7 separate regions of the Mus musculus genome follow, and all the other regions are linked to region 1. Evidence: chromatin contacts called from public HiCAR-type and promoter capture Hi-C data. All regions are on one chromosome and are shown on one strand. The core of a region is the stretch at or near the end of the contact, and the rest is flanking DNA. Distances in the headings are between cores, read along the strand shown. Region 1 holds the start of Echs1 (enoyl Coenzyme A hydratase, short chain, 1, mitochondrial). Region 2 holds the start of Eps8l2 (EPS8-like 2). Region 3 holds the start of Drd4 (dopamine receptor D4). Region 4 holds the start of Irf7 (interferon regulatory factor 7). Region 5 holds the start of Phrf1 (PHD and ring finger domains 1). Region 6 holds the start of Lrrc56 (leucine rich repeat containing 56). Region 7 holds the start of Rnh1 (ribonuclease/angiogenin inhibitor 1).

Region 1 (3,104 bases), core at 196-2,695:
ATTAGGCACCTAACCTCAACACCAGTCCTGGGTTGTTAAATAAATTGTGTTTGAGACATTTCATTTTGGAACTACTGTCATGGTTGCTTAGCCTATGCTAACACAGAGACCTGGAGCAAAGGTTTGGTGGTGGTCTGTTTCTGTTTATATTCTATCTTAGTCTTGAAATAAAGTTTGCTGACTGTTCTATTCTGGTTTGGATTGTTTTCTTTAAAGTATTGAGAATCCAAACCTACTCCATCTTGGGACCAGCCTCTATCTAAAAGAAAAAAAAAAAAAAAGCCTGAGAACTTGACCTACAGAAGAACCCAGGTTGTACCCACGTACCAGGAAAGACCCCATGGCTTGTCCTTGGCCAGCGTTACTCTGTAGCTACTTCCTAACAACAGTAAAACAAAGACTAGCCTGATTGTTTCAGATGCACTTTCAGACCCTTTGTGACTGAATACAGTCGGCTTACAATAGACCTTCAGTTAGATACTTTCCAAGATGGACACCCCCTCTCTTACCTTCCATTTCTTGTAAAGCCCTGTCCAGATGAGAGTTCAAGGCTTCTCTGCCTTCCCTTCCTGTCCTGCTGTGTCAGGGTTGAGTTGGAGGAGAGGGCCCAAGCCTGAGCCTGTAATAGAGACCCTAATACTATTACATCGAAAAGGCTCCTTGGTGGACTTTTGGGGTTCACAAACTTCCCGGCATAACAGTATCAAGCTTGCTTTTGTCTGGAGATTCTGTCCTTTATCTCTATCCTAGGGTTTGCAGGACCAGGGCAAGAATACAAATGAAGGCCTGATAATACTTGCTAAATATTTTTAAGTTATAATTCAAGATAATTTACGTGAACAAAACATTGGCTTTCTTTTAAATTTATGTGAAATCTTCTCATCTTGTAAAATCACAGCTATTTCTAACCTGGTGTTATGAAGCTAGTCAGTTGTCATGTAAAGAATACCTCTGGAGCAGGGTATAATGGCTCATGCCTTTAATCCAAGCATTTGGAAGGCAGAGGCAAATGGATCTCTGTGAGATTGAGAAACAGCCTGGCCCATAAGGAGGGTTCCAGCCAACCAGGGCTATGAAGTAAGACCCTCACACAAAGCTAAACAAAACCGTCTTGCACTTTACCGCTTTATGCTTTATTACTGTATCTGTGATCGCGTCTTCCCGTAGTTTTTCCCCTGGTCAAGAACGAAAGCATACGGCCATCACAGGGGAAAGGGCACAGCCATGTCTCCCAGTCTGGCTTCGTAAACCGGGCACCCGCCAAGGGCACACCACCAAAGTGATGCAATTAACAGACTACTCCAAGAACCGCAGCCCAGCACCCCACGCTGCCCCACCCCGCCCTCTGTACCAGCCCGCTCAGGTCACGGGTCCACCCCTTAAGCTTCCGTCTTCATCCCGCCTGGGATCTGGGGCGGAGCGATTCTGCAGGCGGGGCGATTCTGTGGGCGGAACACATCGTCTCTCCGCCATGGCGGCCCTGCGTGCTCTGCTGCCCAGAGCCTGTAGCTCACTGTTGTCCTCAGTCCGCTGCCCAGAACTACGGCGCTTCGCCTCGGGTGAGTGCGGACACCGGCGGGGTGCGTCACCCCACCCACGTTGGGTGGTTTCTCCACCCATAACCTCTGGGTGGTCCCTAAACCCCGGCCTGCACGCATCCTCACTTGATCCTGGCCCTTCTCTCCTAACTCTAGATCTTTTGTCTGACCCCCTACTTCCACAAGCATGCACTCCCAACACTTGACTCTGAAGTACCTGGACCCTGGATTCGAGTACGCATCCCCACACTAAACCCAGATTTCCTGCAAGTGACCACTGACTCTAGCTTGGTGATCTTCCTTCTGAGCCTCCAACTCCAGCGCTCGACTGACCCCTTCCCAATTCCTTACCCCGTTCCCCGCTCCTCAGTCTGACCTTAGTCTCACCTTACAAGCCCAGCCAGATCCTAGCACCTCGAAGCCATGTCTAGTGGGAGGGCTCTGGGTGTAATAGCTTCTCAACGCTCGAACTTTTATGAGTGTCAGCTGGGAACATGCATGTTGGTTGTGAAATCCCATGTGTTTAGGTAGCTTTAAGAGAATGTGAAAGTAGGTTAAGTAAGACAGCCTGGGTATTGGGAAAGGTTTGTCCATAGTGCCTCCTGTCTAGTCTCTGCTGTTTCCACAGTCTCTCCTGATCGTGTCCTTCAAGCCACCCAATCAGCGTAGCCCATACCGACACACCCACTTTCCTTCCTAGCCAGCTGAATAGTTCCTCCCTTCCCACTCCTTGGCTCAACTCCTCTACAGACTTCTAGTACTCCACTGTGAATTTTTTTTTAATATTTTTTATTTAGTATTTTCCTCATTTACATTTCCAATGCTATCCCAAAAGTTCCCCATACCCTCCCCACCACTCCCCTACCCACCCACTCCCACTTTTTGGCCCTGGCGTTCCCCTGTACTGGGGCATATAAAGTTTGCAAGTCCAATGGGCCTCTTTCTGTTGATGGCCGACTAGGCCATCTTTTGATACATATGCGGCTAGAGTCAAGAGCTCCGGGGTACTGGTTAGCTCATAATGTTGTTCTACCTATAGGGTTGCACCTTTAGCTCCTTGGGTATTTTCTCTAGCTCCTCCATTGGGGGCCCTGTGATCCATCCAATAGCTGACTGTGAGCATCCACTTCTGTGTTCGCTAGGCCCCGGCATAGTCTCACAAGAGACAGCCATATCTGGGTCCTTTCAGCAAAATCATGCTAGTGTATGCAATGGGGTCAGCGTTTGGAAGCTGATTATGGGATGGATCCCCGGATATAGCAGTCTCTAGATGGTCCATCCTTTTGTCTCAGCTCCAAACTTTGTCTCTGTAACTCCTTCCATGGGTGTTTTGTTCCCAATTCTAAGAAGGGGCAAAGTGTCCACACTTTGGTCTTCGTTCTTCTTGAGTTTCATGCGTTTAGCAAATTGTATCTTATATCTTGGGTATCCTAAGTTTCTGGGTCCACTGTGAATTCTTAACCACGTTCTGGGGCAAGGGTTCCTCCTGAATCCCAACCTGGATTGGCTGTCATGTCCTGCTTCCCGGAATGGTAGACAGCCTACTGTTCAGTAACGTACCTCACA
Region 2 (3,104 bases), core at 412-2,911, 1.2 Mb before region 1:
CCAGGCACGTGGGGCCAGGAATACACACACCAGGACAAAACAAACTGCTAGAGACCCAGGCCTGAAGGCACACAGACTCTGAACAGGCTTGGACAGGCAGCCCTGCCCTTGGGGAAATCTAGGCCAGGACCTTAGGACTAGGTAGGAGGGATAAGGCTGGGGCTACCTCTACCCTGCAAAAGGTTCCCTCCCTGGAGGCTTCTAGAGCTGAAGTGGGGGTAGGGAGGCAGGAAATCCAAACAATCCATTGGTGGTGAAGATGTAACACCCAGGCCTAGAAGGCCTGGGGGCTCAGGCTGGTTTTACTGTAGCCACTTTCCGGGTTGAAGGGAGGCCCAGCGTGTTAGAGCATTTGGTAGGTTCACCAGTGGAACGGGAGGAGGCCCCGGCAGGGCAAGGAGGGCGGAGGAACTGGCTCCAAGTTCAAATTCCAGCTCTCCACACTGAGTGACCTTGGGGAGGGGTCGGCTTAGTCACCTGGGCTCTTGGCTCTCCTTGTGGGAGCTGGGTGTGGTCCTGGAATGGGAAGGGGGAGTCCCTTAGGACCTGGCTGGGTCCTAATCTGGGGACAAAGTTCAGGAATCATCAGGTGGGAGCAACAGAGGCTGAGATGAACCAGAAAGTTGTTCGTGGGAAGGGATGGGTGCATCTGAAGAGACCCAGGCAGGCTGGGAGGGAGCAATGGGCAAAGCAGCCCTAGATAATAGACAGCTCCAGGAGAAGTCCACGCACAAAGTAGGATCACTGAGAGTCTAGGGTGGGAAAGGCCCCAGAAGTGCCCTGTCTCCTCAGCAGCCAAGGAGGGCTGCACAGGGGACATAGCAAAGGTGGGCTGTGGACATGTTTTGCCCTTTTCTGCCTCCAGCGATAGTTTTGTGTAGTACCGCAGACTTCTCGGTCCCGGGCAAGCTATGGATGTTCATAGCCCCTCCCACCAACTGATCCCCAACCCCCACATCTATCCCCATCTCCCACCCTCATCCCCTGAGAGGCCACACTTCAACTTTGACCTGAAGACTGACTGACTCAGCCTGATGTTTCCCAGGCTCTGGGTTTCTTTTGAGCTCAAACAGCCAGGAAAAGGCCAACCTTTAGGCCCTGGGTGGTATGTCAGGTCAGATCCTGAAGGAGGTCCAGCCTGCTGGATGAAGGCCCTCCCTTCCTCACCACCTCTCTTGTCAACTGCCAGGTTCCCCTCATCCGCCCCAGGGCTGGGAGGGGGCCGGGACCAGGGCGAGTGAGTCACACACCGCTGGCTTAAAAATATCACGAACCACTGGCCACCACCCGCTGGACCGACCGGGCTTTAACCGAGCGGTTCTTGTGCTAAAAGCCCAAGGAAGGGTCAGGCCCAGCCTCTCCCCCAAGTTTCTACGTCCCACGCCACACCCGCAGCCCCCCTAGCCAAGGCTTAGCTGTCCTGAGTCCGGAGATCCGATCCGGGCCATCCCAAACCTCACTCTCAGGTGCTCTCAGCTCTCTGTTCTGGCTTGCCTTCCAAACCAAGCGCCCAGACCCAGAGTCCCGAGCGAGAGCTCCACATCTCACGGCCATTCTGGGAAACTGAGGCTCAGATTGGCAAATTCCCTGGCTGAAGTGCTCACCTGCGCTCCGTCCCTCAGCGCCTGTGCTTGGTTAGGCCCCTCGGTCAGCTTGTCCGCCGTCTGTCTGTCAGAGCCTCTGGAGCTCCCTCTCCCGGGACAGGCGGGACCTCTGCTGGGCCGGATAGGCCGGGGCGGGGCTGTGCGAGGAGGAACCTGAGCGACAGGTTACCGAGTCACCCGGGAGTGGGCACGAGGGAGCCTGAAGGAAGGGGGCGGGCCCGGGCACCATTCCCCCCCACCACACCAACTGTGGTTCTGCCTCCCTGCCTGCCTCTGACTGCCCTCCCAGCGGTCCCCAAAGCACCTGGGGCCCCTTTGCAGCTGGCCCCGGAGAACAGGGTGCGGCCCCAGCTGCTCTAACTGGCCAAGCTGCAGTAGCAGATGGGGACATGGGCCTGCCTGCAGGGGCAGTACTGGATGAAGCCTATGAGTGCTGCAGCCTTGGGGAAGTCTCAATCAAGCCGCCATCAGGTACCCTCCACCCCAAGTAGCACCGGGACAGAGCTCTTTAGTGGTTTAGTCCTGGGGCATTGGGTCCAAGGCTTTTTGAGTTTGGGAGCTTTCAGCTCCTGGTGGGGGCCCCTCCCTCCTTCACATACAGGAGTTCTTAAAGTCCCCATCCACTAGAGCATCTCCTGAGGGATGAGCTATCTCTAGAAGAGGGTACCTGTCTCCACCATGTTGACAACCCCCCTCAAAGCTACTCTGCCCACCTTGCTATTTGACATCTTGGGGCAGGGTTGGGTGAATTTAGATCAGCCAATTAGCTGGCTAGGAGGAAATAAACAAGAGTTGTGGCCTGCTAGCCAAGGTACTGCCCTTATGTGAACAGGGACCCTAAGGCCCCGGCTATTGTTCCCAGAGTTGGGGCAGAGGAAGTGGGTGCTGCCAGGAAGTCAGGGTCCCAGGCTACAGCCTCAGAAGGGCAGGGCCCTGGCACATTTCTCCTGGGCCCTGGACAGTTAGCACTTCCTGGGGTACTGAGGGCCAACAGCAGTTTTTAGCCTGGCTTGTTGCCCACTTGACACACTTTGGGACATCACAGGTGAGCTGGACAGAGGAGTGGCAGAAGTGGACCCCAAGCCCAGCTCTTGATGAACCCCAGAGAGGCTTCCTGGTTCATAGCCCTTACTGCTGATCTCACAGAACTGGTCCAATCTTGCTCTGCCTGTGACCTCGCCCTGGCCCAGCAAGCAGGGGTCAAGTGGTCAGCTGTGTAATGGGAGGAGCAGGCTTATGTGTGTGCTCTGACATTCCTGGGCAGAGCTAGGGATGGGTAAAGGGTGGAAAACATGCAATGCAACTCAGGGATGGCTCCTTTGTGCTGCTGGCGGTCAGTCTTCATAACCTTTGCTGTGAGGCAGCCCAAGCTGGTGGTGGTAACTGATGTCCACTCTGGGTCACATGGAGTGAATGCCACTTCCATGTGGCCAGTAAGAACAGGGGAGTGGCTGAGCCCTCCAGACCCACCGGCCTTAGCCCATTCTGCCTACCCAGGCT
Region 3 (3,104 bases), core at 367-2,866, 1.2 Mb before region 1:
GTTGAGGGGAATCGAGGGCTGTGTATTAGAGGGAAGGGGGCATACAAGCCCGATGTGAGCCTGAGACATGTGTTGGAGACAGAACGTGCAAACAGACCTGCCTCTTGACTTAGGTCTTCTTTGGTTATGTGAGAAGCTTGGGTAAGACCCAGGGGGGTTGATAACATCTAGGGGAGAGGAGGCCCTAAATTCTTAAGCCTGGCCCCCTAAACACAAATCCTACCCACCTCCAAGACTCGAGTTATCCTCCCTGCATGAACTGTCACTGCTGTGGGGCTTTGGATAGGTCTCTTCACTTGCTGGACACATGGCAATTGTCCTGAGGACAAATGTGTCCTAAAAATACAAAGACCTCGCCGGGCTGTCTGTGAATCTGCTGCACGGAGTGTTCTTTTTCAAGGGCAAAGGAGCACACAGCCGTCTCAAACCAGCCGTCCCCAAATCCCTTCACACTGATTTGGGATGATTATGAGCTTAAGAATCATCACAGTGACGTCTGTGCCTTGGGGAGGACCTGGGGTCAAGTGTGGCCACTGGCCTCTGCTCCAGCTCCAGAACTCAGGGTCTTCTTTAGAAATACCATTCACCCCACCCCACCCTGCCCAAACCGTGGGCAGATAAGAATTGCCAGTAACCACAGCAGACCCACCTACGAGCCAGACCTGATCTGGGGTGTCTGTGTTCCAGGAGTCTCCAAAAGGTCCTGAACCCACTCCCTTTAGCGGCCCCTCAGGTTCAGTATCCTGCCCAGGCCTCTCTGCCTTCACCCTTTGCTGCTCCGAGCTCCTGGGAGCTGGGTGGCTGCAGGCTTTGGGCTTCTTCCGAAGGGTGAGAGTGAGCTGGCACAGGCTGGGGTGTGTGTGTGTGTGTGTGTGTGTGTGTGTGTGTGTGTGTGTGTGTGTTCCCAAAAGGCAGTAGTCATCGGTAGTGATGCTGATGCTGCGTGTCTGCACTTTCGCCTGTCTAGCTAGCTGTTTTTTGCCACAGGCTGGGGGATGCAGCATTTCTGCAGTGGAAGCCAGGGCTTAAATAGGAAGGACAATTTTCTGCGATTCTTGGTTTTAGGGACACGAGTCCTCTCTGGGTAGGTAGCTCTCAGACAGAGTAGGAAGGAATCCAGAGGATGGTAGGGTGACGGACAAGAGGAAAAGTAGGCGAAAGATTCTGAAGAGCGGGAGAGAGTGGATAGTCAGGAGTGAGGAGACCTGACGTCCCTGCAAACACCCTGGCTCAAGGTGGCTGAGGGTCCAAGCGCGAAACTGCGCTGGGGCTGGGGGGCTGGGAGCAGTGGAGGTAGGGGAAGAGCGCACCGAGGCTCACCTCGGAGTAGACAAAGAGAGGCAGCACCAGCACCGCGAGGAGGAGGTCGGCAGCAGCCAGGCTCACGATGAAGTAGTTGGTGGGTGTCTGCAGCGTGCGCTCGGAGGCCACGCTCACGCACACGAGCGAGTTCCCTGCCAACACCAAGCCGATGAGCAGCACGCCCCCCACCAGCGCCGCCGCGCCCGCGCCCCCAAGCCCGGCGCCAGTCCCCAGGGATTCTGGCCCACGCCCGGCCAACAGCCCACCGTCCTCAGTAGCGCTGCTGTTCCCCATGGTGCCACTGCTGAACCCGCTCCGGGAGGCGCTGAGCCTGGGGATTTGCAGGCAGGGGCTACCCGGAATCCCGCCCCCAGCGCGTCCAGCCCCGCCCCGCCCCGGCTTGAATTTCTGAACTCTAGGAAATTGGCAGAGGGAGAAATGCTTCAATTCAAGAGAAATGAGCGAAGTGACTGGCATAAAAAGGCTAAGCAGCGGCTGATGTGTCCCCTCATCGGGGCTAGTTTGTGCTTCCAGAAACCTAGGTAGAAAAGCAGGTTGTCTGGACCAGATTCGTCAGAGCCAGCCATCCCATCCTGGCCAGGAGACAGGCCACTAAATTACCTGTCAAAAGCGGCTCTCCAAGATACCTTGGAGGATGTGGAGAACCTATCTATACTCCTGCACTGGGGTCCTTCCCACGTGGGAAACCATCAGCTCTGGTTCTGGAACAGGTTAAAGGCTCCTCGCCTCTTTCACTAACGGTTCTGGGCTTAGCAATACTGAGCAGCACACCAAGCTCATTCTCTGTGGGCAGATGTGCAGCAACTCTTGGGATCCAGGCCTTGGCTGGCCCTACTTTTCTCACCATCTCTCTTCCCAAGTCTCCATCAGTCAGTGCTTAAGCGGACCATGGTGAAATTGATAATTGGCACCTCCAAGGCCCAGTCTTAACTTTTTATCTAATATATTATTATTAATTTTATTATTGTTGTTGTTGACTTTTCAAGGCAGGGTTTCCCTGCGTATGTCCTAGAACTTATTCTGTACAGCAGGCTAGCACTGAACTCAGATCCTTCGGCCTCCCCTCTGTCTCCGGAGTGCTGGAATTAAAGAGTGTGGACCACCATGTCTGGTTCAGCCTTAAGCCTTAACCATCCTCTGTGGGCCGCTGAGTGGTTACCCCACTTCCTATCTTGACCCTCAGCTTCCTTGCATTTGATACTGTATGGCACGCTGACTACCAGGGTTACCTGACAAGGACTCTCTGAGCTGAGAGAACTCTCACATGGGGGCTCTTTTCCCAAGCCACATCTGGAGGCCATACTTTTCTCTGTGCCAGCACAGGAACCTAGGCTGGAACAGGACAGCACAGGTTGAGAGGACACTGTAGAATCAGGACAGGAGAAGAGACAGCAGCAAGGACAGTCCCTGGAAGATTGGGAGCCCTTGCAGTGAAAGTACCTGGGGACTATGCTGATGAAAGAATTTTTGTATATGGGCTTACTAATGCTGAGAGAGATTACCTGGAGTCCTGTGACTAAAGGGCTATCTTCAAGTGGAGGTAGACTGTAGTTGGTATTTGCTACTTTGTGGGTTCTTCTCTCTCCCACCCTTTATCTCCCCTCCCCCTGTTACACCCCCTATCACTAGATGGGAGGAAAAGAAAGAGAGAGGGGAGGTGGGAGAGATCCCTTTATTTCTTCTTTGAGCATGACTACTAGACTACTAACAGACAGCATCCAACCCCGGCTCCCCCAAACATCAACCACCACACCCCACCTCTCGGGGCCCTGGCATTTATA
Region 4 (3,104 bases), core at 273-2,772, 1.2 Mb before region 1:
TGTGGGTGCTGGATTTGAACCCCTGTTGTCTAGGAAGAGCAGTTCGTGCCCCTAACCACTAAGCTATTTCTTAGTTCTAGCTTCTTGACCCAGCTGGAACAAGGACAATTTAATCACTGAATAAAGGACACCCCCTTCCCTAAAGGTCTACCCACTGCAATAAGAAGCTTCTTTGGCCAGGTATGGTGGGTGGCGCACGCCTTTAACCCCAGCACTTGGGAGGCAGAGGCACGTGGATTTCTGAGTTTGAGGCCAGCCTGGTCTACAGAGTGAGTTCCAGGACAGCCAGGGCTACACAGAGAAACCCTGTCTCAAAAAACAAAAACAAAACAAAACAAAACAAAAGATTCTCTGAAGAAGGATGGACACAACCCTTGACTGTGGAGATATATTATATATATTTAGTTGTGTGCCAGAAGAGGGCATCAGGTCCCATTAAAAATGGTTGTGAGCCACCGTATGGTTGCTGGGAATTGAACTGAGGACTTCTGGAAGAGCAGCCAGGGCTCTTAACTATTGAGCTGCCTCTTCAGCTTCCAGGGTCTTACTCTATAACACAGGTTGGCCTCAATCCTTCTGCTTCAACCTCTGTCCAGATGGTATATTCTTCCCAGATGGTATACTTTTGTTGTTGTTGTTGTTGTTTTTTGTTTGTTTGTTTTTTGAGACAGGGTTTCTCTGTGTAGCCCTGGCTGTCCTGGAATTCACTTTGTAGACCAGGCTGGCCTCGAACTCAGAAATCTGCCTGCCTCTGCCTCCCAAGTGCTGGGATTAAAGGCGTGCACCACCATGCCCAGTTTACTTTTTTTTTCAGATTTATTTATTTATTATATGTAAGTACACTGTAGCTGTCTTCAGACACACCAGAAGAAGGAGTCAGATCTTGTTACGGATGGTTGTGAGCCACCTTGTGGTTGCTGGGATTTGAACTCAGGACCTTCAGAAGTGCAGTCGTGCTCTGACCTGCTGAGCCATCTCACCAGCCCCCAGATGGTATATTCTTATCTGTACCATTCTCAGTGTTAAGCCAAATTGTACCATAGTCTCTCTTTAGACTCCACTTTCTAAGATTTTTTTCAGCCAGCTAAACAAAACAAATAAACAAACAAAACCTACTGACTGTTGTGGGTATCCCTGCCTTGTCCCAATGTGCTTTCCTGAAGAGGTCCTGGGGAAAGACCTTTCCCACACTTCCACCAGGGGCTGAGCCTGGCAGATAGACCTCCACCTACTTACTATTCTTACTGTCCTCCAAGACATGGCTGTTCTGTCCAAAGCAGGGTCAGCCTCTCTCATTGAATCTACAAAGAGCCTGGAAGACTGAATCTGAGAGAGTGATCAGTGAAGGGCAGTGAAGAGAAGCTGGGGGGTGGGGGGGGAACAGGAGGGAAGGATTTGCAATTGAGTGCTACAAACTAGTGACACCCTAGTGACGTCTGGAGCCCTTAAGCCACACCCTGCCTGGGCTCTGCCCCGCCTCTGCCCGAAGTACTATAAAAGCACTGGCACCCTCCTTTTCACTGAGATAAAACCCGTCCCGGCGGCTCCGGTACCAGGTATGTGGGACTCTTGGGCCACTCGGGGAGGGAGGTGAGCTAGTGCCACAGGGGAAATTCTTGTCCCCTCTACAGAGTAGTGAGTGATCAGTGAAGGGCAGTGAAGAGAAGCTCGGGGGAAACAGGAGGGCAGACGTCCCGGCAGGATTTGCAATTGGGTCTGCAGGGATTGGGATCTGAGTAAGGGTCGGGTGTAGTTTGAGGACTGCACTGGTAGGCATGGAGACAGTGGAGACAGCGGGAAGCCAGCAGCTACCGGGCGCTGTTTAGACTGTTTAGGTTTCATTTTCCTGAGATGCAGTTTCGTTTTACTCGTCTGGGCCCGCCCCTTTTGTGTCTTCGCAGGGTCCAGCCTGTGACAGCCCATCCAGGCTCGGACGCTGGATTAACACCTGTGACATCACGTGTGCGCTCCCGCTACATCTGTAGTCACATCTACAGCCACCTTGGCAGAGGAATCTACACTGAGTTCTGAACCTAGGTGACCACAAGTTCTCAAACCTCATCTGTGACCCTCAACACCCTAATACCTGGGTCACACTTGTGAAACTGAAATTCCTACCTGTTACCAACACTTGTAACGTTTAAAACACATTTGTGAAACTTGGTCACACTATCTGTGGCTACAACCTAAAACCATAGAGGCACCCAAGGGGCCTTATTTGCAATAGCTGACTGCTCCAGTGACTACAAGGCATCACAGAGTAGTAGCATCTACTTTGATTCTCCCAGACTGCCTGTGTAGACGGAGCAATGGCTGAAGTGAGGTGAGAACATGTCTACCCTGGTTGTATTGGGTCCTGTGTCCCTTACATTAGCCCTAACCCCAGCGTGGCTGCTCTGCCTGCAGGGGGGTCCAGCGAGTGCTGTTTGGAGACTGGCTATTGGGGGAGGTCAGCAGCGGCCAGTACGAGGGGCTGCAGTGGCTGAACGAGGCTCGCACAGTCTTCCGCGTACCCTGGAAGCATTTCGGTCGTAGGGATCTGGATGAAGAAGATGCACAGATCTTCAAGGTGGTACCCAGTCCTGCCCTCTTTATAATCTGCCAGAACTCCTGGGGGAATCCAGCCTCAACCCATGCTCTCTCCTCTCCTTCAGGCCTGGGCTGTGGCCCGAGGGAGGTGGCCACCTAGTGGAGTTAACCTGCCACCCCCAGAGGCTGAGGCTGCTGAGCGAAGAGAGCGAAGAGGCTGGAAGACCAACTTCCGCTGTGCACTCCACAGCACAGGGCGTTTTATCTTGCGCCAAGACAATTCAGGGGATCCAGTTGATCCGCATAAGGTGTACGAACTTAGCCGGGAGCTTGGATCTACTGGTGAGCAGTGCCACAAACAGGGATGGGCCAGGGAGGTACATGGCCTCTGTCATTTTGGTGGTTTCAATGGTTTGATTTGTGGTTTTTGAAACTAGTTGTAGATTCAGTTCCTCTCCTTCCAAAGTGTGTGTGTGTCGGGGTGGAGGGGGAGTGCACACTTCCTGCTAAGTCAGAGCCTTGGGCTGAGTGAGGTACCTGGTGGTTTGGGAACAGAGGGTATGAGAAATAGAGAA
Region 5 (3,104 bases), core at 362-2,861, 1.1 Mb before region 1:
ACAGCCAGGGAGACACTGAGAAACCCTGTCTCAGAAACAAACAAACAAAACAAAAAACAAAAGAGAGAAAGAAGGATCATAAATGTCACTAGATATGACCTTCCTTCTGTACCAAGCTCTAGTTCCCCAAATAAGAACCTATTCATATATGTGGTCTTTACTCCTCTGTGCCACCTAACTTTCCCAGTTACTTCCAGAGGAAGCCCCTTTCACAGAAAATTCATTCAAAAACTCACTAGCCTATCCTGTGGTACCCTATGCTTCCCACCAAACCTAATGTCCACAGTCAGAGAAAAACAAAACAAAACAAAACAGCATAAGAAAGCTGAAAAATAGGGCTCAAGATCAGGGGCCCCAGATCCTAGAGGTCCATCGGCCTCAAGAACACACAGGCTATCCACTCAAAGCCACAGGGAAGGGCGAAACCCTTCTCCAAGAGGTCAAAGGCCAGGAGAAGAGCTGATGGTCTCTAAACACAGAGGGCATAACTTAAGGAATGTCAATTGTCACATGTTGCTCCTGCCTGGGAACAGTAAAGGGAGAAGAGTTCTGATAAACTATCTTACGTCTACCTGGTGCTCAGAGAATTTGCCACAGACTCCTGCTGAAACACACCGTCTCTGATATTAGAAAATGCAGACTGAGATAGACACAGAGCTTTGGCCCATTCATGACGGGGACCTCGGTCATGGTCCCAGTTTTCAGAAAAGAGGAGCTATAAGGAACTCTGTGAACCTCACTCACACAAGTCTTGGCTTTCTCTCAGTGCTGAGTGACGCCACAGGTTGCCCTTTTCACTCAGCATTCTTCCCAGAGGAATGAGTATAGAGTGGTCTATGGGGAGAAAGGAGGAATGCCGAGCTGCAAGTCAATCTCAAACTCCAACTGTGCTTCCAACCACTGGCCAAGATGACAGTCGCCAGACACGTTACTGTTTTCTGTTGCAGAGTACTCCTTTCAAGACACGATGGGAGCAACCCGGGGTTCAAACACAAGACAGGAAGACAGGTTTGAAAGCAATGTTGGCTCTGCCACTCTGCAGCGATGTAACACTGACAAGTGACTTTACCTCTCCGAACTATGGCTGTAAAGCTCCGACAGTGGTGCCTACTCGAGAATGCTGGGAGGGCTCCTCGAACTAAGGAAAACGATAATCGCGACATCAAGCACAATTTGGGCAAGTTCAGATGGTGCTGGCCAGGGCGAGGGCCATCAGGACAGAAAACCAGGTAGCTAGGGGTCACACCTTTCTTATGCACCAGTCCAGGTTCCCGCATGACCAGACAGGTGGCCGGCACCACGCCCATGGGCCTCCCGGTCGCAGCCGGACGTTCCGGGGCTCAGCTCGAGGCCTCAGCCACCCTCTCGTCCTCCGGACCGACCCGCGGCCAGAGCGACGTAGGCCTAGCCGGCCCGGAAGGCCACAGACAAAGCGTACGGCCACCATAGGTGGCCCGCGCGGCCGGACGCGACAGGGACACCGGGCCAGAGCGGCTACCGCACGTACCCGGGAACCTCGCGCCTCCCGGACGCTCCTAGACGATCCCGCCTCTGTCCGAACACGACCGCAAGTAGGCCGGTCAGCCGCCGCCGCCGTCGCCGCGCGCTCCCCGACCCGGAAGTGCACCCATACTCTTCCGGAACTTTCTGCCCTGCCCGTTGGTGGAAACTACTAAGGCCAAAACGGGGAGGAACTCGCGGCGGAGGATGACGAGACGTTAGCGCGTCCCCTTCCTCTCAGAACACCGACTAGCCCATCACAAGTACTGTCAGAGGAGAGCAGTGTTTTGCTGAGCGTGTGCTGTCCGAGCTCTCACCAGTGCACTAAACCAGGCTGTGGGTCTCACCTCCATGCAGTTGGTACAGTCCGACTCCCCATCCGCCGCGATGAATGGGAGCGGCCCCGGGACCACGTCTCCGCCCACAACCGTCCCGCCCTCCCGTGAGCGCCTCCTCCTGGTGGCTGGACTTAACTGCAGCCCGCGGCTGGAGGAGCGCTAGAGAAAAGCTTCAGGATGTCCCCTGGGTCTTCAGGTTCCCTTCCAGTATGCAGTTAATCATGATGGATCCTGTATATACGAGCTCCTCCGTCCCCTTCAGCCCGGCGAGGAGAGGCACAGTAACTTGTGAACACCGTGAAGAACTTAATTGTATGGCACAGATAATTAATAGAAAGAACAGAACTAGAGGTTACCGCCTGGCAGTAGGACACTTTCTTGCCTAGTACGCATAAAGGCCTGGTGAGAGGGGTCAAAGTATGGAGCATAATAGGATTAGGGGAAGAACCATGAGAGGACTCAGGGAAAATTCAGACCCACAAAACTGAGACTGACCTAGAGGCTGAGGGGATCAGAGGACACTGAGGTACTAAACAGGTGGCAATCATGGCTCACTGGACTCAACTGCCCATTTTGTGGTCCAGGGACCACTGTGGCTCAGAAGGGATGGCTTTTGATAGGAATAGAAGACAGACTGTAGCCGGGCAGTGGTGGTGCACGCTTTTAATCCCAGCACTTGGGATGCAGAGGCAGGCAGGCGGGTTTCTGAGTTCAAGGCCAGCCTGGTCTTCAGAGTGAGTTCCAGGACAGCCAGGGCTATACAGAGAAACCCTGTCTCGAAAACAACAAGAACAACAACAAAAAAAAAAAAGGAAAGAAAGAAAGAAAGAAAGAAAGAAAGAAAGAAAGAAAGAAAAAAAAAAAAAGAAAAGAAAAGAAAAGAAAAAGAAAGGAGGAGAAGACAGACTGTAGATTTACTGAGAAACTGGATGAGAGGGGCAGGGAGGAGAGGGAAGGAAGAATATGAAGATGAGGAGATAGGAGTCTACTTAGAAGAGGGAAAGCTAGGGTTATCCCCAGAGAGCAGAGGACAAAAGGCTGCCTTGGAGATAAAATGTGGTGGTAGTGGGGACCAGCTTTGGAACCTGGGACTTTCAGTGCTAAAAAGTCCAGATTCTACAAAGAAACTCAAGGGTAGGGTACTGAAGAAAACAAGAAAAGGAGAAGCAAACACATACATCAAGAAGGGATCTGGGGCTGGACAGGGTGACATAACCTTTACTCTCAGAAGAGACAGGCGGACCAGTGTGAGTTCAAGGCTAGCCT
Region 6 (3,104 bases), core at 182-2,681, 1.1 Mb before region 1:
TGGTAGGAAGTGCATAAACTGTTTCTCCTTAAAGATACAGAGGTCTGTGTTTGGCCCTAGATCTTATACTCAAGAGACAATGGCTAAGGTAAGAACTCTGTTCAGAACATTAAGTATATCCTTTCTTCTTAGTCCTCCTCCGTGGCCTCCATGCAGGTTTGGCCGACCCCTAACTCCTGTACTTCCTGCCGTTCCCAGATACATTTCTCTAGTTAGAGTGATCCCCTTCCACTGCACTTCATGACTTATTGCTTACTCTGTCCTGTATGTCTTGTCCCACAGACGTGGGTCGCCCAGGATCCCCCTAGCACAAAGGACATGGAGAGGAGGTGCTAGGCTCTCACCTGAGGGGTGGGCCAGAGTGCCCAAGACTTGGGGCGCAGCACTAGGCCCCTCCACCGCGGCGGTCGCTCTCTCAGGTGAGGGCTTTTTTTTTTAATTATTATTTTTACCACCGCGATGGGGTTGCAGGCCTGGCGCCATGGCAACGGGGGCGGGGCTCATTTGAATACCCAAATATTCGTGAGCCGCGGGCATCCGGGGCTTCGGTAAGATGAGCCCCGCCCCCTAGCAACGGTTGCCGGGACACGCGGCAGATCCGGTGGAAATGCTCCCTAGAGTAAGAGACAAGCCGGACGGCTGAACGCAGTGAAGGCACTCACGGTGGTTCAGAGAGCCGTCCGTGAGAGGCTTCTGGCCAGCTCTCGGTTATCTGCCTGCTAGATGAATAGAACAAGCCGAGCTTGCACCCCGGGCGGCGACCGGGGTGAGCGTGCAACCCCAGGCCTGCACGACCTGAGTAAAAGCCTGAGTTTTTCTGAGGACGTGCTTATTCGTTTCTTTGAAATTTCAAAAAGTGTTGAAAACATGTCATTTGCGTCTGACACAGATGTACCCTACTTGCTTGAGTGGGTGGAACACTTCATTTCGCCCCAATACCAACTTTTCTGACTTTCGGGGTCGTTCTTCAAATGGACGCAGTATGAGCTTCTGCAGTGTTGGGACCTCGAGTTTGAGAGCGGTAGGGGGGTCTTCTCCAAAACACGAAGAGCGCGGTGTGATGGGCCGACGCTGCCCCAGGATGGAGCCTTTGCTCCACCTCGACCTACGAGAACAGGCAGCTAGGGGTTCCGGCGAACTCTGTCTTCCTCTGTTATTCCGCGTCCGCGGTGCTGACTGTCCCCGACACCAATACCCGGTCGGGATGACCTTTCCACTCGTGGGCCTTTGGGCCTTTGGTGAGGCTGCAGGGTGGAGGCTCTGTAGTAGGTCCTCAACGCAACCCGAGCGTGCACCAGTTTCTCTCCGGAGAAATCCCGGGCTCGTAAGCACGGTCTCGGTCTGTCTCTTCTGCACCTAGGCACTAGACATCACTGTTGAGTGCAGGACCCAAGTTCCGGCACTGCCTTCCCCGCGGCTCCAGGAAGCCCCGCCCAGCTTCGGCTTCTGACGGATGGGTTGCTCAGCCAACCACAACAGGTCGCGGTGCGGAGGAGTTCGACCAATCACGGGCCGCCTCGAGTTGACGGACGGGCGTGGGGCGGAGCGGGGCGGGGCGAGCGCGGGCCCGGCCAAGTCCCCGCCGTCCGCTCCCGGCGCCCGCAGCCCGAGCCGCACCCGCCGCGGACGGAGCTCATGCGCGGGCCCAGCCGGCGCCCGTCCGCGCCCCCGCCCTGCCCCGGCCCCGGCCCCGGCCCCGGGGGCAGTCGCGCCAGCAAGCGGTGAGTGCGGGCACGGGGTGGGGCGCGGGGCGCAGGTGATCGGTGCTTCCTTGCTCCTCTCGGCCCGGCAGCGTGCCTAGCGTCCGGCTGCCCGCCTCTGCGGCCGGACTCGCTCTGCCTGTGGCCGTCCTCCCAGCGAGGCGCCGCCCGGGCCTCCGGAGACTCTGCGCCCCGCGGCCATCACGCTCGGGCCTCGGGGCCACAAGGACACCCGCGTTGGGCCCCAACCAGGGCCTTCTGCTCCCAGCCATCCCTCGCGTTCCTGTAGTCACCTGCTTCCCACACCCTCAGCCGTTTTTCCCCCCCTCTGTGAAAGCTCCCTGGCCCCTTGTGGAAGGTTTGTCTTAGTGGAGGGCAGGGTCCTTCTCCAGCCACCCTCCCCCCGCTGCCGGGACCGCGCCTGGCATGCAGTAGGCGCTCAGTAAATAGTTGTAGGTTGCACCCACATGCCGGCGGGCCAGAGCCGGTTGTAGGCTGGCATTGGCCTGCCTGGGCACGCCGAGGCCGCCGTGGCAGGACCTGTTTTTTGGGGGGTGGCCTCAGCCCTCAGGCGCCTCCAGTTGAGGGTTTCTGCCTACCTAGCGACTTCTAATTTGGGTGCGTGGTTGGGAGAAGCTCTCAGCTGTCAGCCCTGCCTTGGGGGCCTCTCCCTGCTTCCTCACACAGCCATTAAGTGCTGTTTGAGGAGGTTGGGGGGTGGGGGTGGGGTCCTCCCTTTTCAAGCTGAAGGTGCCACAGGTGATCAACTGGGCCACTGGCAGGCCTGCCTGCTCAATGCTGGAGAGGGCCCTTGGGTCAGGCATCTATTAGCCGTCTCAAGTGGCAAGGGCCTTGGCTAAGTGTGCTTCTCATTGGCAGGTGGGGCAGGAGCTCCTGGATTGGCAGCCGCTGTAGAAGCTATGACAGAATACAAGCTTGTGGTGGTGGGCGCTGGAGGCGTGGGAAAGAGTGCCCTGACCATCCAGCTGATCCAGAACCACTTTGTGGACGAGTATGATCCCACTATAGAGGTGAGCTCTGCCTACCTGCCAGAGGTGGGCTGTGGCAGTGGTCATGGGTAAATGACCAAACAGCCCAGGTCTTGTAGGTGTTATGGGGTATGATCCATCAGGGTATGAGAGGTGCAAGGGTGTAGGCTGGTTCTGTGGATTCTCTGGTCTGAGGAGAGGTGAGACCCCACCCCCACCCCCCACCCCCACTAAGCCGTGTTGTTTTGCAGGACTCCTACCGGAAACAGGTGGTCATTGATGGGGAGACATGTCTACTGGACATCTTAGACACAGCAGGTCAAGAAGAGTATAGTGCCATGCGGGACCAGTACATGCGCACAGGGGAGGGCTTCCTCTGTGTATTTGCCATCAACAACACCAAGTCCTTCGAGGA
Region 7 (3,104 bases), core at 272-2,771, 1.1 Mb before region 1:
CACCTTAAAAGGAATAAGAGATAGTTTATTCTGGAGTCATTGTTAGTGACCATGGCCTGAGAACACAGATTTAGGTTACTCCAGATTCTGTGTTCCCATGGAGGTAGTTTCATGACGTTTTGTAGTTTTACAGAAGAAAATAGTAGTAAACAAGGCAAGTTTAAGTACATTGAAGGGTACATCAGAGAGATTGGTACAACAAGAGGAAGGAAGCTTTTCTGTAAGTCCAAGATGCCAACTGATGACATTCTTGGCTTTTGGTTAGTGGAAGCTACTGGTCTGCTAAAGGATTCCAAAAGGATGCTGGGTGTGGTGACACTTGCCTTTCCTACCAGCAGTCAGGGGGAAGAGGAAGCCACATCTCTGTGAGTTGTAGGCCAGCCTGATCACAAGATATTAGTTGCAACACAGGTAGGCAAGGAAGAGCTGTTCTAGAGGGGTAGAACTAGCCCAGGATAAGGCAGCCTCTGGAACTGCACCAGCCCAATTTCTCCACAGCACTGAAACTCTAATCAGCCAGTCTCTGTAGATACAGCTTCTTTTCAGGAATTCTCCTTCATGGCAGCAACAAATAAAGGCTGGCTGGCCAAAGTTTTCCTTCTAATTGGGCAGGCTTTAATCTTTCCCCAAAGAACTGATCCCCAACTTCACAGGTCAGTTGTTGGTATTGGTTCCATGAGGATGGCTCTGCAGCGATGAAGATTAAGCTCTGTCTGTAGTGGCCACTGCACAGGGTTTATGAAGCTGAGTTCCAGCCTCTTTTCTTGCCTGTCTCTTTGCCTCCTTCTCTCCCTTCAGGGCTCCCTGTCCCAGGTCTTTTAGGGAACACAATTCCTGATTTCCTATGCTGGCCTGCTAGACTCTCCTTTACTTGTATTATTAAAGTTCCCGGAGGGACTCAGAACAGCATCTGGCAAATGACAAGTGTTTAACAAACACTTAGGTGGATGGATGCCAGTTCCTTGGCAAGGGTGTGTGTGGCCATTTGTGCAAGAGAGCAGGGCTCCTGAGTGACAAACTCTCAATGCTGACTTTTTCCACAGTGCTAGAATCCCAGCACTCAGGAAGCAAATCTGCATGTTCAAGGCCCTCCTGGGCTACACATCAAGACCTTATTTCAAAAATACAGAAACCAAAAGCAAATCCTATAACTTGGGAGTATGTTACAAAGTTTAAACATGGGCTGGAGGGATGGCTTAGGACACTGCTCTTCCAGAGCACCCAGGTGTAGTTCCCAACACCTGAATGGTGGCCATTCCCCAAGAATCTGATACCCTCTTCTGGCCTTCCTGGGCACGATGCACAGATATATATGCAGATGAAGCATTCATATATAAACGATATTTAAGACAAATATCAGAAATGCTTAGTGACGAAATGCTTGAGAGCCCCATGCATCAGAGGCTCTCGACATCCCAAGCCCTATCCCCAGGGAGAAAGGCTGTTCATAATGAACACTGTTCTAGCCATGAAAACCTGGTCGGCCTGTAGGAGAGATGGGTGTGTTCATACCAGAAGCTCTCATCACAGTCACACCCATTTCGTGGCAGCTGTGGATCATTTTACGTATTTTTAGTCAGGCTCAAAGAAGTGACTCAGGTTTGTCAAGTTCTGTTCCCAAAGTGCAGCCTGCATGTGGGAGGGACAGACCTAGTGGGCGGTCTCCAGTAGGCAAAGTGAAAGGCTAGTTGGGGCCAGAGAAAGAGAAGCGGCGAAAGTCTCTACGCCCCGCCCTGGGCGGAAGAAAACGGATCGTCTGGGACCTCTTGCAGCGGCACCAGGTGAGCAAGGGCCATGTTCCGGGGCGCCCGGCTGCCTTTGAGAGTTTTTTTCGGGTCCCTTCCTGGCCCTCTTAATACGTGGCAGAGCGGCTGGACCAGAAGGTTTGAGGGATCAAAAAATTGGGCGGGGGCGGGATCACGGGCCCGGCGAGTCTCTGAGGCCTGTTCCTCCCTTAGGGTGACACATTTGTGCCTCAGAGGAGCCTTGCTTGGTGCTTGAAGGCTGACCTCATAGCTCCGTCGCCAGCGACCTGTTCGCTCGCTCACTTTAAGGCCCAAAGAGGGTGTCTTCAGATCCTAGGATTAACCCAACAGCTAGGAGCAGCTAGTTAGCAATATCCAATCACATCAAAGCAGAGGCCTGAATCATGCTTCTAAGCCAGGCTGGTGGGACCTCCTGCCTGGTCCCAAGGCCAAACAGGGGGAGGAGTGTGGGAGAAGAACCAGCTGCCTGGGTTCTTTCACATCCCTTGCCCCTGACCTCAGATGATCGTCAGGACTGGCTGGCACCCTGCCTCCCATAAAGTCCAGTCCTGTGCTTTCCTCAAAGGTAGATACTCTAGGACCCTGTAGTCTGTAGTGCATAAGAGAGCAGGTGTGGGTTGCACCTGTGACTAGAAGTACTGTAGCTACCCCACCCCAGTGGCAGTGCCCTAGTGATGACTGGCTTTGGATGACACATCTGATCCAGGCAGTGCTGGTTTTACTCCCTGGCGAGTTGTGGGTGGGGCTAACTGGTTTCTCCATGCCCTGGCTATATGTCCACAGTGAGTTATCTCTGCCGTTGCCTCAGTTTTCCCTGTCACTAGCCCTTGTGTCAATATGTGTAAAGTGCTCCTGGTTAGCATTAAGGGGGTATCCTCCTAGCCCTGGGAAGGAAGGGGAAGACCCCGTTAGTAAAGCCATGTTGTGCCAGGCACTGTAACTTCACACAGAGCTGTTTGCCAGTTTCGGTAACTGTTATAGAGAGCAGCTGAAGTGACTTCTGTTTCTCTTAAACAGAACCTAGTACCGCTCTCCCTTCAGTGCTAGGAGCACAGCACTGATCTCTTCTTTCAAGCCTTCCAGGATACCCACATGCTGTCCAGGCTAGCTTGCTTGACAGATAGTTGCTTAGGAATGTGGAGACATGGGTATTTGTCTCTAGGCCTCAGATACATCCTTCCACAGCCAGTGCCTGTCATGCTTATTCAGGTTGTCAGAGCCTGTAACCTGTTTGTCCCAGCTTTCCTAGTGTGATACACTGCCTGGATCCTTTGCAGGCTGGGCCTGAGCTGGCTGAGGATTGTGAGAAGTTGGTCCTGGCCTGAGTCCCTAGACTCA

What was found. Promoter capture Hi-C pulls out the DNA fragments that hold promoters and counts their contacts. HiCAR-type assays count read pairs that join an accessible place to other places.
Region 2: a promoter capture Hi-C map of liver shows a contact between it and region 1, with 5 times the contacts expected there. The contact joins the promoter of Eps8l2 here to the promoter of Echs1 in region 1. A contact is called at or near these places in 1 of 39 promoter capture datasets (liver) and 3 of 115 datasets of contacts at active chromatin or transcription factors (astrocytes, embryonic stem cells and pancreatic cancer cells).
Region 3: a promoter capture Hi-C map of hippocampal neurons shows a contact between it and region 1, with 3 times the contacts expected there. The contact joins the promoter of Drd4 here to the promoter of Echs1 in region 1. A contact is called at or near these places in 2 of 39 promoter capture datasets (cranial neural crest and hippocampal neurons).
Region 4: a contact with region 1 is called in a promoter capture Hi-C map of embryonic stem cells, with 4 times the contacts expected there. The contact joins the promoter of Irf7 here to the promoter of Echs1 in region 1. A contact is called at or near these places in 3 of 39 promoter capture datasets (embryonic stem cells, hippocampal neurons and liver), 1 of 115 datasets of contacts at active chromatin or transcription factors (embryonic stem cells) and 1 of 9 other capture datasets (adipose tissue).
Region 5: a promoter capture Hi-C map of liver shows a contact between it and region 1, with 3 times the contacts expected there. The contact joins the promoter of Phrf1 here to the promoter of Echs1 in region 1. A contact is called at or near these places in 10 of 39 promoter capture datasets (3T3-L1-derived adipocytes, the C10 cell line, the HPC-7 cell line and 6 more) and 11 of 115 datasets of contacts at active chromatin or transcription factors (astrocytes, differentiating embryonic stem cells, embryonic stem cells and 4 more).
Region 6: a HiCAR-type map of astrocytes shows a contact between it and region 1, with 4 times the contacts expected there. The contact joins the promoter of Lrrc56 here to the promoter of Echs1 in region 1. A contact is called at or near these places in 10 of 39 promoter capture datasets (cranial neural crest, embryonic stem cells, frontonasal cranial neural crest and 4 more), 1 of 484 Hi-C or Micro-C datasets (embryonic stem cells), 8 of 115 datasets of contacts at active chromatin or transcription factors (T-cell acute lymphoblastic leukemia, astrocytes, embryonic stem cells and 4 more) and 2 of 9 other capture datasets (embryonic stem cells and pancreatic islet).
Region 7: a contact with region 1 is called in a promoter capture Hi-C map of hippocampal neurons, with 5 times the contacts expected there. The contact joins the promoter of Rnh1 here to the promoter of Echs1 in region 1. A contact is called at or near these places in 19 of 39 promoter capture datasets (the 3T3-L1 cell line, 3T3-L1-derived adipocytes, the C10 cell line and 11 more), 1 of 15 datasets of contacts at CTCF or cohesin (large pre-B cells), 1 of 484 Hi-C or Micro-C datasets (the HPC-7 cell line), 7 of 115 datasets of contacts at active chromatin or transcription factors (the SCID.adh cell line, T-cell acute lymphoblastic leukemia, astrocytes and 3 more) and 2 of 9 other capture datasets (adipose tissue and liver).

The regions. Positions count from the first base shown.
Region 1 is chr7:140,114,762-140,117,865 of GRCm38.p6, reverse strand. Echs1 (enoyl Coenzyme A hydratase, short chain, 1, mitochondrial) reads left to right here and starts at 1,445. Exons shown (of 8, transcript NM_053119.3): 1 at 1,445-1,559. The coding sequence starts at 1,472. It also overlaps a transcript of Paox not described here.
Region 2 is chr7:141,337,559-141,340,662 of GRCm38.p6, reverse strand. It overlaps Eps8l2 (EPS8-like 2), which reads right to left and starts at 1,661. Exons shown (of 21, transcript NM_133191.2): 1 at 1,605-1,661. It also overlaps a transcript of Deaf1 not described here.
Region 3 is chr7:141,290,530-141,293,633 of GRCm38.p6, reverse strand. It overlaps Drd4 (dopamine receptor D4), which reads right to left and starts at 1,616. Exons shown (of 4, transcript NM_007878.3): 1 at 1,321-1,616. The coding sequence starts at 1,596.
Region 4 is chr7:141,264,842-141,267,945 of GRCm38.p6, reverse strand. It overlaps Irf7 (interferon regulatory factor 7), which reads left to right and starts at 1,522. Exons shown (of 10, transcript NM_016850.3): 1 at 1,522-1,556; 2 at 1,902-2,323; 3 at 2,407-2,569; 4 at 2,655-2,871. The coding sequence starts at 2,310.
Region 5 is chr7:141,227,295-141,230,398 of GRCm38.p6, reverse strand. Phrf1 (PHD and ring finger domains 1) reads right to left here and starts at 1,611. Exons shown (of 18, transcript NM_001081118.1): 1 at 1,508-1,611. It overlaps Gm51460, which reads left to right and starts at 783. Exons shown (of 1, transcript XM_030243134.1): 1 at 783-2,193. The coding sequence starts at 1,188. The coding sequence ends at 1,676.
Region 6 is chr7:141,192,457-141,195,560 of GRCm38.p6, reverse strand. Lrrc56 (leucine rich repeat containing 56) reads right to left here and starts at 1,431. Exons shown (of 13, transcript NM_001172064.1): 1 at 944-1,431. Hras (Harvey rat sarcoma virus oncogene) reads left to right here and starts at 1,557. Exons shown (of 5, transcript NM_001130443.1): 1 at 1,557-1,721; 2 at 2,580-2,731; 3 at 2,941-3,104. The coding sequence starts at 2,621.
Region 7 is chr7:141,167,353-141,170,456 of GRCm38.p6, reverse strand. It overlaps Rnh1 (ribonuclease/angiogenin inhibitor 1), which reads left to right and starts at 1,521. Exons shown (of 10, transcript NM_145135.3): 1 at 1,521-1,781.